2 separate regions of the Ovis aries genome follow, and region 2 is linked to region 1. A link is a contact called in public Hi-C data. All regions are on one chromosome and are shown on one strand. Each heading gives the region's core, a stretch centred on a gene start, on an enhancer-like site or on the middle of the called end of the contact. The rest is flanking DNA. Distances are from core to core; before and after follow the strand shown.

What was found. A called contact is a pair of places that touch in the nucleus more often than the background predicts.
Region 2: a Hi-C map of omental adipose tissue shows a contact between it and region 1, with 4 times the contacts expected there. The contact joins the promoter of BAIAP2 here to the enhancer-like site in region 1. A contact is called at or near these places in 12 of 16 Hi-C or Micro-C datasets (blood, hypothalamus, liver and 6 more).

Annotation. Positions count from the first base shown.
Region 1 is chr11:51,084,761-51,087,696 of ARS-UI_Ramb_v3.0, reverse strand. It overlaps BAIAP2 (BAR/IMD domain containing adaptor protein 2), which reads left to right. Exons shown (of 15, transcript XM_042256772.1): 7 at 1,376-1,528. Among named protein-coding and RNA genes, the nearest start is that of BAIAP2, 48 kb to the left of the region's middle. Within about 2 kb of position 1,481, at least 7 of the 54 cell types and tissues checked have an H3K27ac peak or open chromatin away from gene starts, as enhancers often do.
Region 2 is chr11:51,132,340-51,135,275 of ARS-UI_Ramb_v3.0, reverse strand. BAIAP2 (BAR/IMD domain containing adaptor protein 2) reads left to right here and starts at 1,368. Exons shown (of 15, transcript XM_042256772.1): 1 at 1,368-1,526. The coding sequence starts at 1,473. LOC121820699 (a long non-coding RNA gene) reads right to left here and starts at 963. Exons shown (of 2, transcript XR_006061389.2): 1 at 718-963; 2 at 1-23.

The DNA of each region.
Region 1 (2,936 bases), core at 232-2,731:
CCCACGTGGGGGCTTTGGGGTGTGAGCCAGCCCCTTGGTGGGTGGCATCTGAGGGGTCCTTCCACACAGCATGGCCTTGCCCACCATGGCACCCTGCATCTGCAGACTCTCCCGCTTCCTGGAGGAGCCACTCTGCAGGCTGGAAGGGCAGAGGCTGGAGGTCTGGGTGCGCACGTGTTTCATAACGTGGGGCTCGGGGACGGGTGTGGAGGGGCGGTGGAGGCAGCCAGCAGGGCTGGCCTGAGGGCCTTTCCCCTCCTGCTCGGACTTTGTTAGGCACACCTTGTGGCCTGGCTGGCCCTGCGGCTGCTCAGGAGGGCCAGGGCAGACTCCTCCAGGGTGGGGGACGTGGAGGCCCGTTTAAGCTGCTCTCTTAGGGCTAGGAGAGTGGAGTTCAGTGTTGAAGGCAGGGTGGTCTGCAGGTGCAGAGGGAGCAGGGTCCCTGTCCTGGTGAGAGTGCTGGGCAGGCAGGCTCACACTGGCAGAGGCTTGAGCTAGGGACAGGGCTGGGGACGGCCCACGCCCAGCAGGCGTTTGCCCTCCAGCTGCGTGCTGCTGCGATGTGGGGGGAGGGCAGGGAGGGGCCAGGAACAGCCTGCACTGCGCCCACCCGGCTCCGCACCACCCACCCATGCTGAGTCAGTCAAAGCTGTGGGGGAGGTGGTGAGTCAGGCGGGGGAGGCCGCCCCCTCGTGGCCCGGGTCTGCCCCTGCCGCAGGATGGGGCTTGATTCTGTGAAGGCTGGTCCCCCCAGCCGGCCGCGGCGCGGTGGAAAGGGATCCCAGTTCAGGACAGAGGAGTCTGTGCCCCTTGTGGAGTGGGCTTGGGGGAGAGAGGGGAGACAGGGAGGGGGCTGGAAGGCTCTCCTGCATCCCAGAGGCGGGGCTGCACACAGACATGGGGGGCCTGCAGGCCTCCCTGGGACAGCTGCCCCCAGTCTCGGTGGAACTGTTACTGGAACTTTCCATCCTGCAGAACCAGAGTGTTCTGGTGTGCTGTAGCATCGAACTGTGCGCTCTGCCCACCCCCGTGGGATTCGCGCGTGAACTAGTCATTCTCGAACGCACAGTGCCAGCTGAGCTGTCCTGGTCTTCCGACTATCGGGATGGCCTTTATGGTTGGTGTTGGGGTCTGAGGGAGGTGCCACACCAGCCTGACCGGGCAGTCTGCCACGTGGTCCCCACACAGGCAGCTGCCAGGGGACCAGGGGGCAGTGGCTCAGCGGGATAGCCTCATGGCCAAAGTGAGTCACACGGCCAAGCGCCCACACCAGTGGGCTGGCCGAGAGGTGTCCTCCCCCTCTGTGGGGCTGCTCAGAACGGGAGGTGATGAAGTGTTGTCCCATTTCGGGCTTATCTGCCTCTCCCACTCCCAGTACATCGATGCCATCGGCAACAAGCAGGGTGAGCTAGAGAGCTACGTGTCCGACGGCTACAAGACCGCCCTCACTGAGGAGAGGCGGAGGTTCTGCTTCCTGGTGGAAAAGCAGTGCGCCGTGGCCAAGAACTCCGCCGCCTACCACTCCAAGGTGGGTACTTGCTCTTCGCGGGGCTGGGCCCTCCCTGGCACAAACTGCCTCCCTGGGGAATATGGGGGCGTGCCCCACCTTGAGCTGTGATGAGGGAACACTGCGTTTTCGATCTCCTCAGGAGGAGAGTTCTGGAAGGACAGTCACCAGGTCAAGGCTGCAGATGTTCTACAACTCCCAGCAGAAATTGCCAGGTGCTTTTTTTGAGAGCAGTTACACCAGTAACTCAAGCTTTGCTGGTGGCTCTGACAGTAAAGAATCTGCTTGCAATGCAAGAGACCAGGGTTCAATCCCTGGGTCAGGAAAATCCCTTGGAGAAGGGAATGGCAACCCACTCCAGTATTCTTGCCTAGAGAATTTCATGGACAGAGGAACCTGGCGAGCTACAGTCCATGGGATCGCAAAGAGTGGAACACGACTGAACAACTAACACTTAAAGTTTCACTGTTCATATCAGTAGCCCACTGAGAGGGTCTTCTCCAGGGAGCAAGTTCCTTGGGAGGTGCTGCAGTACCAGCCCCTATAGAGGCCAGCTTAGCCCCCTGAGGCCAGCACCACCCAGAGGACACATCTCCCCTGAAAAAACAGATAGCTTCAGTGGGGCTTCTGTTCCCCGTAGTCCACAGGTAGGAACTGGAGTGGGGTCAGAGGTGTCATTTGGAACATTCCAGAACATTCTGAGAGCTTAGGTGTGGTTAGGCAGCCCGAGCCAATCAAGGAGACCCTCATTTGTGTCCTTTTTTCCATAAAGGGATTCTGGGGGTAGCACCTCACACGTGTTTGATCTGACTCAGCTTCTGGTCCCCAGGCTGACAGATGGCCTCAGCTTCCACGGAGAGGCTCCTACCTGCCTGGGCCTGCCCGAGGGCCTGCTGCTGCCACAGGTGCAGCGCAAGGACAGTGATGGGCCTTCTGTCCTCTGCAGGGTCAGGGTGGGGCCACCCCGCCGCGTGAGACTTTGCGTTCAGGTCCTGTGCCTGGAGGGCTGGCTGGCAGCGGGGAGGTGCTTGCTAGAGCCGCAGTGCTCCGGCAAGGCCACCGCAGCGCCCACGCGGCTCCAGCAGCCACGCGGCAGGCATGTGCGCCCTCTGGTGGCCGCTGGGCCCTATGGCTGCTTAGCAGAGCGTGGACCCATCCGTGCTAGAAGGAAAGCAGGAAAGCCATCCTTTTCCAGGATGTCACCATCTCTGTTTCCTGCGGGAGGGCAGATCGTGTGTATGCGAGATGACTTCCCAAGAAACTGGACCCCAGCCCCCCAGGAGGTTTGAGAAAGGCACAAGCTCCAGGTCTGGGGCACCAGGGCGTGAAGGCAGAGCCCCACCTGCTGTTCCTAGCAGCAGGCAGCTAACATTTCCCTGTTGCCTGGGTTCAGGCCTGACAGTGACAGGGCCATCAACTGAGGGGGAGC
Region 2 (2,936 bases), core at 119-2,618, 48 kb before region 1:
CCAGGGATGGGATGCTGGTGGTGCTGGTGGAGAGTGTCAGGTTTAATTAAAGAGAAACACTTAGATCTGGTGTTTTACAAGGTAAAGCAAATAATTTCTCTATGTTAGTCTAATTTATGTAAATATTTCCCCAAAGGAATTGTACCAGGAACCCTCTGTGCCAACTTGGTCCACTTCCTCAGCAGAACCTCCCAGGAATTGCTTTCAAAAATCAGACATCTCCGATCCCATCTCTTCCATCCAGGAAGGTTCACCCTCCCCCAGGTTTTCCCTCTCCCCACCTCCCTACCCCCAACCCCACCTCCCTCTTCCCTGCCCCTCCCCTTCCCTGAGTCTCCTCTCCCCAGGGAAACTACCCCTCAAGGAAGATCTTCTGCCACCATCACGAGGGTCCTCTTTCTCTGAGCGCCCCTCAATCCTCACCACAGGATCCTTTCCCCATCCCTCCTCCACCCCTTCCAGAATCTGCACCCCCAAAACCCCTCTCCGCAGAGTCCTTCTCTGCAACCCAGGGCTCTGTCCTCCCTAGAATGCCAGCCCCAAGGGCCCCCCCCCCCGCCACCGCCCCGCTCACGATGCACCCCTCCCAGGGTCTTTTCCCCTGGTCCACCCCTCTCTAGGGTCTTCCCCAGGGTCCTCCCTCCCCTGAGACCCGTTTCAGCGTCCTTCCTCCCCGGAAGAGCCGGCCCAAGGGTCGCAGCCACCCACCAGACTTACCTCCGAAAGTGCCCGGTAGAGGCTGGACCCTTGGGACAGCACGCCAGCCTCTCACCCTCCTTCACCAAGTCCGTACCCTTGCCCCCTCCCCCTTCCCCAGGAAGTGTCCGAGCGTTCAGGGACCTCCGTTGCCCAGTGCGGACCCTGATCCCGACCGCTTTCGGGGGAGCGGCGCCCAGGACCCGGCCACCCTGACTCGCCACTTTGCGGAGTGCCTCCCCCACGCGCGTTCGCGGCCGGCGTTCCGCCCCCACCCGGTTTCTGCTCCCTTCTTCCTGCGCCACCCCGCCCCCGCCTCCCTGCCCCCAGCACTGCTGTCGCCCCGGCCCCCCAGGCTGTTCCCAGGGCCCCAGCCCGCGCCGCGCCTCCGCCTCCTCCCCCGCGATCGACGGCGCCATGGACCAATCGCTCCTTGCTGCCGGCCCACAAACCCCGCCCTTGTCCCCGCCCCCTTCCCCGTCTACGGAATTCACCAATGGGAAAGACGGCGCGGGGGGCGGGGCCTGTCGGTTGCCTAGCAGCAGCGGCTGGGCGGGGGCGGGAGGCCGGGGGTGGTGAGCCGGGTGCGGCGGGGGCGGGCGCACGGGAGGCGGGGCCTCTAGGGGGCGGGGCCTGGTCGACTATAAAGGAGGCTGCCGGCGGGGCGCCGCGCTCCTGGTCAGGTTCCGTGCGCTGTTTGTCGGGTTTCCTGTCGCTTCCGCAGTCGCCGCTACTTGCGCCCCTCGTTTGGTCAGTGGTGCAGCCGGACCAGCACCATGTCACTGTCTCGCTCGGAGGAGATGCACCGGCTCACGGAAAATGTCTACAAGGTGAGCTACGTGCCACACGCGCCCTCGCGCCCTCCCCGGGCCGTCCCTGGGCCCTCGGGGGTCTAACCGGCGCTGCCGCGGGGACCCAGCGCCGGCCCGGCAGAGGTTGGCTCGGGTCCGCTTGCCCCAACAGCTTCTCGCTGCCCCCGCGCGCCCTTCCGTGCGTCTTCCGCGTGCGCGGGGGCCGGAGCCTTCGGACCCGAGTTGAGTAGGGGTGCGGACTGCGGAGTCCGAGGTCTGCGGGGTCTGGGGCCACGGCTGTCCGTCGCCCTGCGCCCCGCGGTGGCCCCGCCGGGCACGGTTACGCAAGCCTGGGGCACTTTTTTCTCAACAGGCTTTCCCTTTCCACAACTCCTTCTCGGTGGATGTGGCCGGGTGGGAGGTCGCGCGCGGGCAGGTTCGATGGGTAGACAGATAATCCGTCATCTTATGTAACCGCGGAGGGAGAAGACTAATTGTGTGGGAGGCTGGCGCGCCCGCCTCTGCTTCTGATGTGTGAGGAGTCGGCTCTCAGCCCCCGGTGCGGAACGCGGGCGTGTGTGTCGGAGCGCCGGCAACCCGCCGGACCCTCGCCGCCCCCGCCCGGGGCCGGTTTTGCGCCGGTGTGCACGTTGGCAGACACCCGAGTTTCCGTTTCTTAGCATCCATTTTCTCGGTTTGGACCCCCACCCCCACCAGCACAGAGCCAGGCTCCGGAGGCTCAGGGCTGTTCCCGGCAGCATTTCCTCACGGGAGAGTCGTGCCCTGGGCGGTCCACGCGGGCTTCGTACAAAGCCAGGCTCTGTTTCAAAACTGTGTCTGGGGGTTACGCGGGGGGCCGAGGGGTTTCGAGTTGATATTTAGGCGGCGGCTGGTTCATGGCGGCGGAGTGGGATTGCAGCGCGCTGGCAGAGCAACAGTTTCTAATTGTGTTAAACAACTACGCTGTGCCTCCTTAGCCAGCGGCCTGCCAAGCCCTCTTTGCGCGCGGAGGGAGGCCTCTGATGGGCCCTTAGCTTTCAGCTGGAGTCCAGCACGGCCGCAGTCAATCCCAGCTGCTAATAAAGGTTTTTAAAGTTGCAGCTAGGTCACCTGGAAGAATCTGGAGGCCGGGTCAGGGTGGACTAAGTCAGCTCTGAAGCCATGTTGGAGCTGCTGGTAAACAGGAGTGAAGACTGACGAGGAAGCAGCACGTAAAAGGAACAGCCTCTGGTGTTTTTATGTTTGTATCACTTGAGTCAGTGGCATACGCTTTTTGGTCGTGTTGCTCTGTAAATGGTTGTCAGGGAGGGAGATTTATTAAATTATTAGTCATTAGTTTCATTTCCACTTGCTCATTATTGCAGAGGGTGGAAGAGAAGTGCCAGTCTTGGTCTTTTTCCCCCTCTTTTCCCTGCTTTTGCTCCAAAACCATGAGACAGGAACTTTAAT